2 separate regions of the Macaca mulatta genome follow, and region 2 is linked to region 1. A link is a contact called in public Hi-C data. All regions are on one chromosome and are shown on one strand. Each heading gives the region's core, a stretch centred on a gene start, on an enhancer-like site or on the middle of the called end of the contact. The rest is flanking DNA. Distances are from core to core; before and after follow the strand shown.

The links. A called contact is a pair of places that touch in the nucleus more often than the background predicts.
Region 2: a contact with region 1 is called in a Hi-C map of liver, with 4 times the contacts expected there. The contact joins the promoter of THBS3 here to the promoter of GBA1 in region 1. A contact is called at or near these places in 2 of 14 Hi-C or Micro-C datasets (CD4 T cells and liver).

Annotation. Positions count from the first base shown.
Region 1 is chr1:111,740,998-111,746,210 of T2T-MMU8v2.0, forward strand. GBA1 (glucosylceramidase beta 1) reads left to right here and starts at 3,750. Exons shown (of 10, transcript XM_077943636.1): 1 at 3,750-3,872. It overlaps LOC144330977 (a long non-coding RNA gene), which reads right to left. Exons shown (of 2, transcript XR_013397731.1): 2 at 4,279-5,113. It overlaps ENTREP3 (endosomal transmembrane epsin interactor 3), which reads left to right. Exons shown (of 12, transcript XM_077943448.1): 11 at 1-69; 12 at 164-914. The coding sequence ends at 337.
Region 2 is chr1:111,788,882-111,794,045 of T2T-MMU8v2.0, forward strand. It overlaps THBS3 (thrombospondin 3), which reads left to right and starts at 3,584. Exons shown (of 23, transcript NM_001260514.1): 1 at 3,584-3,673; 2 at 5,041-5,164. The coding sequence starts at 3,595. LOC717595 (metaxin-1) reads right to left here and starts at 2,401. Exons shown (of 8, transcript XM_002808242.4): 1 at 2,114-2,401; 2 at 1,044-1,113; 3 at 828-907. The coding sequence starts at 2,401. It also overlaps the pseudogene LOC106996181.

The sequences.
Region 1 (5,213 bases), core at 2,500-4,999:
ACTCGTTTCCTCCAGATATCCAGGAAAGCCCCAGACCCCAGTGGGACTGGAGCTCATGGACATAAGCAGGTGGGAATTCGGGGAGCCAGGAAAGATGTTTGGGAAAGCACGGAGCTTCAGGTTGGGCCTTACTGATGATGCCCTTTCTCGTGTCCCTGTCCAGATGCCCCGGAGCCTGTGGGGCCGGCCTGGCCGAGAGAGCCTCCACCTTCGCAGCTGCGGAGATCTGAGCTCTGGCTCTTCCCTGCGGCGTCTCCTGTCTGGCCGCAGGCTGGAGCGTGGTACCCGCCCCCACAGCCTCAGCCTCAACGGGGGCAGCCGGGAGACTGGGCTCTGACCTGGGCTTCTTGTCACACTGAACACATCCAGATGAATGCTGGGGCCACAGGCACCAGCTGGTTGGGACCAGCAGCCCCCAGCATCCTCTTGCACTGGCTGGCACAAAAAGAAACCTGCTGTATACCTCCCAAAGTGTCCCTTTCCCTCCTACCTCTGGGGTCTCTTGCTGCTTGCCTCTGCTGCTCTGGACTGGGAGAGCTTTTGTCCTGTGCTGCATGGGTATTTAGGCTGTGGGGGAGATGCCCCTGCTTATAGCACTGGAGGAGGAAAACAAATTCTTGTTCCCCCAGCATGAGAGTGGCTCTTTCTCATTTGCAAGGGCACTATGGTCAGGACAAAGGCATGGCCCAGGTGTTTAAGTACAGGGGGACGTGTGCCTATGCAATGGGGTGGTAAGGCAGGCACAAAGAGTCCAAAAAATCTAGGTGGCCTCTCAGCTCTGCCACCTCTAGCTGCATGACCTTGGGCAAGCTATGTAACCCCAATTTCCTGATCCATTAAAGATTGTGAAGGTAGAATGTTTGTAAAGCTCTGAACAGTATGTGAGCCTTCAATAAATTTCAATTTTCCCCTTCTTTTCTTGATCATTCTTTATCACCAGTGAAATTTGTTCTAGTGTCTCTCATATTTAAGAAAACTCTTTCAGGGCTCGGTATGGTGGCTCATGCCTATAATCCCAGCACTTTGGGAGGCCGAGGCAAGAGGATCACTTGAGCCTAGGAATTCAAGACCAGCCTGGGCAACATAGTGAGTCTCCGTCTCTACACAAAACAGAAAAAATTAGCCAGGCATGGTGGGACATGCCTGTAGTCCCAACTACTCGGGAGGCTGAGGTGAGAGGATCACTTGAACTTGGGAAGTCCAGGCTGCAGTAAGCTGTGATTGAGCCACTGCACTACAGCCTGGGCAACAGAGCAAGACCATGTCTCAAAAAAAAAAAAAAAAGAAAAGAAAAGAAAAAAGAAACTTTCAAGACACTCTTTCCAACCACTAATTGTAACTCTGCTCCTTTTAACAGCAATAGGTTTTCCTTTTCTTCCCTCCACTCTTAAACATCCATTCTCTCCTCACCCACCCCCATGAGACTCCTTCCCCTATCTTTCCCCAGCCACTGCTCTGACCAAACTTTCCAGTGACCAAAGTGGTGTCAGACCCAGTGACCATTTCTCTGCCTGCATCTCACTTGACCTCGAGGCAGCAATTAATACCCATAATCAGCATCTTCTTGGATTTGTCCCTTTGAAAAGCAAAATACTGGCTTTTATACTTTCTCCTGCTGAGCTGGTTAACATAGGAGGGCCCCAGGGCCCTCACCTAAGCCCTCTTTCCTACCTCCACTCTTTCTGTAGGTGGTCCTACTATTAAGGTCCATGGCTTTAAATACCATCTTTCTATGTGTTAATGCATAACTCCAGCCTTGACCTCTCATGAGCACCATCCAACTCAGCATATCTGCTTGGATGTCTAATGGGCATTTCAGATTCAACATGGCCACAACTGAACTCTTGATTCCACCCCAGCATCTGTTATTTTTCCACTGTTCCCATCTCAATGGTACCTCCATTACCCACTTGCACATTCCAAAAGCTCAGGAACCATGGTGACTTATTTTCCCATATCCAACACAACCAATCCTATCCTGAATTCATCCATGTCCCACCACCTCCCCAGCTACCTAGCTCCAGCCACCCCCTCTCCACAACCTCTGAATCAGTCTTTCACTTTTCCCAGCAATCCATTCTCCATTCAGCAAAATGATAAAGCATGTCATATCAAGGCTCAGCCTCAATTTAATGGCTTCCCATTGTATTTAGAATCATCTCCAAACTCCCAGAGACTACGGTCAGCTACAGTCTGGTCCACTTTCTATTCCAGCCAAATTTCCTCACAGCACAAGGATGTTTGCACCTGCTGTTTTCCAAGCATGAAACCTTCGGCCCCTATATCTGGTGCTGTCATCTAATGTCAGGTTTTAGCTCCATTCTTACCATTTCAGTAAGCACCCAATCCCCATCCCAGTCATTCTATCACATGGCCATGTTTTTTTGTTTGGTTTTGTCTTTTTTTTTTTTTTGAGACGGAGTCTCACTCTGTCGCCCAGGCTGGAGTGCAGTGGCCGGATCTCAGCTCACTGCAAGCTCCGCCTCCCGGGTTCACGCCATTCTCCTGCCTCAGCCTCCCGAGTAGCTGGGACTACAGGCACCCGCCGCCTCGCCCGGCTAATTTTTTGTATTTTTTAGTAGAGACGGGGTTTCACCATGTTAGCCAGGATGGTCTCGATCTCCTGACCTCGTGATCCGCCCGTCTCGGCCTCCCAAAGTGCTGGGATTACAGGCTTGAGCCACCGCGCCCGGCCGGTTTTGTCTTTTTTTGAAACAGGGTCTTGCTCTGTTACCCAGGCTGGAGTGCAGTGGTGTGATTTGGGTTCACTGCAATCTTCCACCTCCTGGGTTCAAGCAATTCTCCTGACTCAGCCTCCCGAGTAGCTGGGATTACAGGCACCCGTCCCCACGCCCGCCCAGCCAAGTTTTGTATTTTTACTAGAGATAGGGTTTCACCATGTTGGCCAGGCTGGTCTCAAACTCCTGACCTCAAGTAATCTGCCTGCCTCGGTCTCCCAAAGTGCTGGGATTACAGGTGTGACCCACCGCGCCTGGCCACATAGTCATGGTTTGAGCATGTATCACTATCTAACATTATTTTTTGTTTATATATTAGTGTTGTCCCATAGAATGTTAAGGTCCCAAGATCAGGGACTTGCTCATTGCACTGGCTCTAACACTCAGTATGTCCTCAACAAACACTCGTTAAGATACTAACGTGGCAGGGTGGGGCCTTGTAAACAGCTTCAGGACCCTGTGCTTTAGGAGCAACGTGGTGCCCTACAAGGAAGACAGGGAGGATGCAGGAGCACTGCCCAGAGATGGCGTCAGGCTGCAAGACTTCTTGAATAATTCACCATCATAACAACCCAGCCTCAGGAAGGGCTGGGGCACAGCCAGGACGAAATATTAGAAGGCGGCGGACACTGGGATTCCCACGGGGCAGCTTCTGGGCATTGGAAGTTCCCTAACCTGAGGCTCTCTAAAGAGGAAGGTTACGAATCCTCTGAACTTCGGTGGGCTGAACTCGCTGTGGGAATTCAATCGCCCCCATCCACCACGGAGGCAAGAAATCGCCGACACGCATGTGTAGTTCTCGCGTTCTGGGCCCTCTCCCTTTCCAAATACGCTTGCGCCCCATCTGGGCTACGGCTGGCCAGCGAGAGTTGTCCGTCTTCAACTTGACCAATGAGACTTGTGAAAGGGCTCTGAGTCCCGCCTCTGGACGAGAGACCGTCTCTTTTCCAAGCGAGGCCCCGCCCCACCTCCGCAGGGGTGCTTTTGTCGCGGCTGCGGGTGGTGGGGCTACATTCTGTCTTCCGCGTTTTACTGCGCGCGGCCCCAGTCTCCAGTCCCGCCCACGCGCCTTTGCAGCCTGTGGTGGGATTTCCTTTTGCCTCCGGTTGGGGCTGCTGTTTCTCTTCGCCGACGGTAGGCGTAATGAATATTTCGACCTTTGGATCTTAGCTGTCCCCTCCCTGCGTTCCCACTTAACCTTTTTCACCATTATTATTAATTTTTTTTTTTTTTTTTTTTTTTTTTTGACGGAGTCTCGCCGTGTCGCCCAGGCTGGAGTGCAACGGCGCCTTCTTGGCTCACTGCAACCTCCACCTCCCGGGTTCAAGCCATTCTCCTACCTCAGCCTCCCAAGTACGTGGGATTATAGGCACCCCCCACCACCTACGGCTACTTTTTTGTATCTTTTGGTAGAGACGGGGTTTCACCATGTTGGTCAGGCTGGTCTCCAGTTCCTGACCTCGTGATCCGCCCGCCTTGGCCTCCCAAAGTGCTGTGATTATAGGCGTGAGCCACCGCGCCCGGCCAACCATCATTATTATTTTTAACGGTAAGGATGGTCAAATTTTACTAATGAAGAAGAGATTATAAAATCTTCAAGTCCTTATATCCACTTGCTTTTTGAGGGGTGGAGTGGGAAGAAGATTATATAATTCATGCATTCTTCAGACATGTGACAAACATTCACGGAGCGCGGCTACGAGCGCCGGGGTTGGGATGCACACTGGAGCTGCAGATGGGTGCCAGGATGGACTGGTCGCTACCCTGCCTGCTGACGATCAGGCCATTGTTTTTGATGAACTGGGTGCCATAACTGCCATTAAGCCATTTGTACAATTAATCACAACAGTGATAAGAGCGACAAAGGAGCTACTCGGGAGTCCAAGTCGGGAGGACCGCATGAGGCCCAGATTTCGAGACCAGCCTGAGCGATAGAGCAAGACACTGTCTCAAAAAAGGCGCGGCGAGAGGGGTGGTAGTGACAAAGATGTGAAGGCCAAGAGTTTGTGTTACAGGAGGTGTGGGGTTGGGGCCGCCTGGGGCGAGGTTCTTAGAGAAAGTTACATCCGGGCTGAATTCTGAAAGAATAAGTGTTAACTAGGCTAAGTGGTGGGGAAGAGTGAGGTGTGCTGAAGGAAGGGATGAAAACCCTGGCAAATCCATGGCAGGAGTAATTGGATGCTGGTATCCCTCCACACTCACCTTCTACGGTCTGATTTCTAAGCAGCAGCTAACGTGATCATTTAAAAATACACATCTGGGCCAAGTGCGGTGTCACAAGCCTGTAATCCCAGCACTTTGGGAGGCTAAGGCAAGTGGATGACCTGAGGTCAGGAGTTCGAGAGAAGCCTGGCCATCATGGTGAAACCCCGTCTCTACCAAAAATACAAAAATTAGCCGGGCATGGTGGTGTGCGCCTTTAATCCCAGCTACTTGGGAGGCTGAGGCAGGGGAATCACTTGAACCCGGGAAGTG
Region 2 (5,164 bases), core at 2,334-4,833, 48 kb after region 1:
GGGGTAAGAATCTTTCTCTCAATGCCGCTGTGTTAGGAAGTAATTTAGAATACTTTGGAAACTGGAAAAGCTCTGTTCACACCTAAGGAATCAGGGCAGTGGCCCTGGCCCTGCCAGGAACTTTTTCTTTTATCTGGATCCTCTCTTTTCAGGCTTCTCAATTAATTCCCCAGGTCCTTAACCTTTGGGAAATTAGAAATGAGGAAGAGTGTCCCACTTCTGACACTGTGTTCCCTCTTGGAACCTGACCATCAATGCTAGAAGAACCCTTGGAAAACATGCTGGCCCAGCCCTCTAGTTTTACAAATAAGGGAGTGCCAGCCCTGACAGGTTATGTGGCCTGCCCAAGATCACATAGTCGATGGCAGAGTAAAGAGCATAGCCTAGGCCTCCCCACTCCTCTAGTAATGCTCTTTCATCTTCTCCAAACTGGCTGTAAGCCTTGTTCATCCTGAGCCCCGTATCTAGCCCAACCCAGTCCCTGGTAACAGGGAAGTGGCCCTTAGAAATCTCTCTCCAGTGCCACCATCAGAGGCCAACTGCTGTCTTCTACTCTCCTTCAGCCTGTGCTCCTCTCCCTCCCTGCCTGACAGGCAGAATGTACTGTGTCTCTGGATATCCCCACAGTGCCCTGAGCTTCATCTCTTGCTGACTGCTTGAATACATCACAGTGACACTGTGTGTGTCTCCACCAGCAGACTGTTGCTCCTTGATGCTCTGGGTCACCTCCATCTAGCATGGCATGTATCTGGTGCTCAATAAATGTGTATTGTACAGAATTGACTGAACTTGTCTTACTGGCAGCCCCCTCTATCCAAGTTACCTACCTCTTTTCGAAGGTGGGTGATGATCTTGTGTGGAACTGAGATGACCTCTCCATGACTGGTCCGAAGGGCAGGCAGAGTTCCTGATATTGAGAGAGAAGTACACCTACCAACCAGACCCTTAGCTGCCTACTCATACATAGTTGCAACACATTCCTACCTATCTCCTGCTTCTCCCCTTGTACATACCCTTCCTTACCCCCAAGGGACACTGGGTACCTGAAGGGCTCCGCCAGGGGTTGCTGATCTTGTGTACCTTCAGTGGTGCACCAGTAAATCTGGCATAGGTCTGCAGGGAAGGAAGCAGAAGTCAGAAAGGCAGGGCCGTGGCCCCCACAGCAGTATCAAGAAGAGAAATAACATTTATTGAATACCTTATGTGCCATTCCCTATACTTAGTATCTTAGTCTTGAAAAAAAAAGGGGGAGTCACTACCATTTCTATTTGCAAATGGGCAACACAGGGCTCAGAGAGATTATAGACATGTCCGTGATTACAGGTCAGCCAGGAAAATCCTTTCCTCTTTCTCCTCCCTTGCCATCTACCTGGTGGACATCTATCCTCAGAAGCTTTTCCTAACCAGTATCCCTCTTCTTGGAAGCACTGACCATGCCCTTCTCTTTGGCAGTATCTATGATCTGTTCCTACTTTAACTTATACGTGAATATTTTACTATATTTATTTGCTTACCTATCTGCCTTTCTGTAAACTCAAAGGGAGGGAACATATTTTATTCATCTTTGCATGGCAATATTTAGTATTTGGAAGAAATCTAATAGATGCTCTTTAAAGCAAGGAGTCAATGAATAAATCAAGCAAACGAAGTCTGTCTGATTGCTAAGCTCTTTCTACAAAGCCTGGCTGTGAGTCGTTTGGTCCAACAATCAATAGGCTCAGTAAATGCTGTTAAGTGAGGAGGAAGAGGAAAAGGGGGCTGAGGAGAAGGCAGGAATTCCAAGCTAGAGTGGGTCCCTGAGAGAGTCCTGCCTAGTAAACCTGCGAATGGAGAAAAAACGCCCAAAGAGAAAGGATCTCTGCAAGGTCACACAGCCAGTGAGTGGATAAGCAAGGACTAGAACCCATCACCTGAACTCCCAACCAGGCTTATTTTCATTGCTGCATTAAGCCTAGAAATCTACAGCATAGGGCATTGAGCCCACGTCTTTGACTGCCTCAGTTTCCCCCACTGCGCCCGTGCTGAGTAGCCCGGCAAAGTTTGGATGCCTGGCTAGTTCGGCCCCCTCCCCAGTCATCAGGGCACAACAGAGTGCGCCAGCGCCACCCCTCACCAGCACGGCAAGGCTGTCCAGGTCCACTGACGGCAGCCCCCAACCCCCTGACCAGCAGAACAGCTCCATGGGCGCCGCCATCTTGCCCGCCCTCTGTCCCGGAAACACTTCCTTGTGTGCGCCTGCCCTGCCCTGCACGGACCCGCCCCCCACCACCGCCCCTCCGGTAGTTGCGGTCAGGGGGCCGGGGGAGGTCCCCGGGGAGGCCAGGCTTCTTCTGGTCCGACTGGCAGCTGAACTGCGGGGGACTGGGCCGCGGGCCTCCGGGGAGGGCGGCCGCCGGCCCATCCAGAGGTGGCCCACGTAGCGGGACAGCGCTAGCGGGACAGGGCTAGCGGGACAGCGCTGTCCGCCCGGCGCGCTTCGGCGAGTCACGGCGCCTCGGCTGAGTGAAGCCCCGAGCCCCTGAAGGCGCGGCAGGCTCAGGAGAGCGGGGTCTTGTGCGCCTGGGCCAGGTCTGAGGGCTCTTGCCAAACTGCACGTGGCCTGTACTGCTCCGGGGCCCCTTGGGGCTCGTGCCCGAGCGGGGACTGCGGGGGGGTCCCCCGAGCAGCATGTTTTCCACAGCGCGTTATGTTTGGAGCGGGCCCTGCGCCGCCTGTCGCCATGGAAACAAAACAGGGGCGGTGGCGGCGGCCGGAGGCAAGGCCGGGCTGGGGCTTGGGTGGGGGAGGGGAAGAGCGGCTCGCAGGCTGTTGCTTAGGTAACGGGAACTCCGGCGCCCCTCTGCTTCATCCGGGTCACGGCCCGTCCGCTAGTACCCACAATGTTCCACAGTCTGGTCCTTGGCTCCTCGCCTGTCCCCCTGGTCTTCTACGCCTGTCCCTGGTGTCCCTTTCGTCTTTCCTGGTTTCTTCACTCCGACCTCACCACTGCTTTAGATTCTCCCTTCAGTTCCCCTCAGACGCTTCCAGACTCCCAAGCTTTCCTAGGAATGAGGGAAAATGGAGAAACAGGCACGTATCAGGGAACCCTCACCCTAATAAAGAGCACTTGCTGCGCCAGAACATCTAACTTCATGCCATGTGGGCATCCCTGGGCACTATAGCAAGCGAGTTTCGGCCACTCCCTTGGCATCCTTTCCTGCCAGCTGTGGAATAATGCCCACTGTCTAGCACTGCCCCTGCCAGAGGTTCTTGCCTTCCACAATCGTGGCTTCCAGAAAACAGTAGCATTCGGTAGTGCTGTGTGCGGAGACCCCCAACAATGTGATGACTGCGGAGAGGGAGGCACCTGGGGGAGGATCATTAGGGAGAGGTAGAAGGCAGGGAGGCCTCCAGGATTCTTTCCCAGTGCCCCTGGTTCCCAGAGCTGATGATGCCTCCAGGGTGATTGGCAGCTCTTTGTTTCAGCCCCCCCTCACCCGCCTGCTGGCCCCCCCTCCAACTCTGTCCCTCCGCCCCCCGGCTCCTGCTCTCTCCGCCTAGCCTTTTCCCCTCCCAGCTGCCTGCCTGCCAGGGGTAGTGAGCCGGCTGAAAGGCATGGAGACGCAGGAACTTCGGGGGGCCCTGGCTCTTCTCCTCCTTTGCTCTTTCGCATCTGCCAGTCAGGACCTGCAGGGTAAGCCTGTCTCCATCCTCTTAGACCGCTCTCTGTGTCTTCCCCATTTTCCCTCAACCCAAGTAGCAGAGAGCATGTGGGCAAAGGGAGAGGGAAGAGTCTAGAAATTGAGCCAGAGGAAAACGTTAGACTGCCTAGGGTTCGTGAAATTATGGCCTGGTGGACAGGAGTGGGCACCACAGAGTAGTGGGGGAGTTGGAACGGGCCAGGGTCAGGCATGAGGCCAGGGCAGAGGACTCAGGAACTGGATGCTCAGGCTGCCTGGCTGGGGTGGTTCCTGAGCATCTGTAGGCACCCTGGGGTCTGGGAGAGCAGCCTGAAGGTGGGCATACTGTAGGTCCCTGGGCTTCGTCCCTCTGGGCTCTTGGCTGCCCAAGGATAGGGCGGGGGTGGGGACCAAGAAGCCTGGGCTCTCCCGGAGGTCTGGTGGTGGGATGGGCCAATGGATGTGGGAGAGGTAGCTGGAGCAGATGACACAGGCATAGATTCTTTACTGGCTGGAGGGAAAACCACAGATTGGCCAGGACACAGGAGGCAGAGGAGCTGGGTCCTACATTCCGGTGGGAGATAGCCCAGATGGTGGGAGGGTCAGAGCCCTCAGTGGGCAACTGTTCTTATCCAGAGCGAGTGTGCTGTGCCCCTAGGATGGAAGGAGGGGAACTAGGGTGTGGAACGAGCCAAATCCAGGAATGGAAAGAGAAACTGCCTCCCGTTTCTGCGTTGTGGGAACCAGGTGCCACTCCTGAGGGGGATCAGCACAGCATCTCCTTTGCGCCACCTGGTGGGGGCATCTCAAATTTGTGGGGTGCTGTTTGTGTTTCAAAGTGAGCCTCAAACCTGCAGGTTCCCAGAAGGTGGTAATAGGCAATAATGGGGAAAGGAAGGCACAGTGGCTCTGTCTTCTGAGAGCAACAAGAGTTGAGGTTTTGTTTTGTTTTGTTTTTTTGAGACGGAGTTTCACTCTTGTTGCCCAGGCTAGAGTGCAGTGGCGCGATCTCGGCTCACTGCAACCTCCGCCTCCCAGGTTCAAGCGAGTCTCCTGCCCCAGCCTCCTGAGTAGCTGGGATTACAGGCGCCCGCCACCATTCCTGGCGAGTTTTTGTTGCTGTTTTTGTATTTTTAGTAGAGATGGGGTTTCACCATGTTGGTCAGGCTGGTCTCAAACTCCTGACCTTAGGCGATCCACCTGCCTCAGCCTCCCAAAGTGCTGGGATTACAGGTGCGAGCCACTGCGCCCAGCCAAGGGTTGAATTTTGAGGTGATTAACACTGCCTGGTGATGGGAACAGGGGGTGATGTGGGCTCAGGGGAGGGCATACCTTAGCATTTGATCCCATTCTCTAACCTTGATAACCCCTGCCTGACCAGTAATTGACCTGCTGACTGTGGGCGAGTCTCGGCAGATGGTAGCTGTGGCAGAGAAGATCCGGACAGCCCTGCTCACTGCTGGGGACATCTACCTCTTGTCCACCTTCCGCCTGCCCCCCAAGCA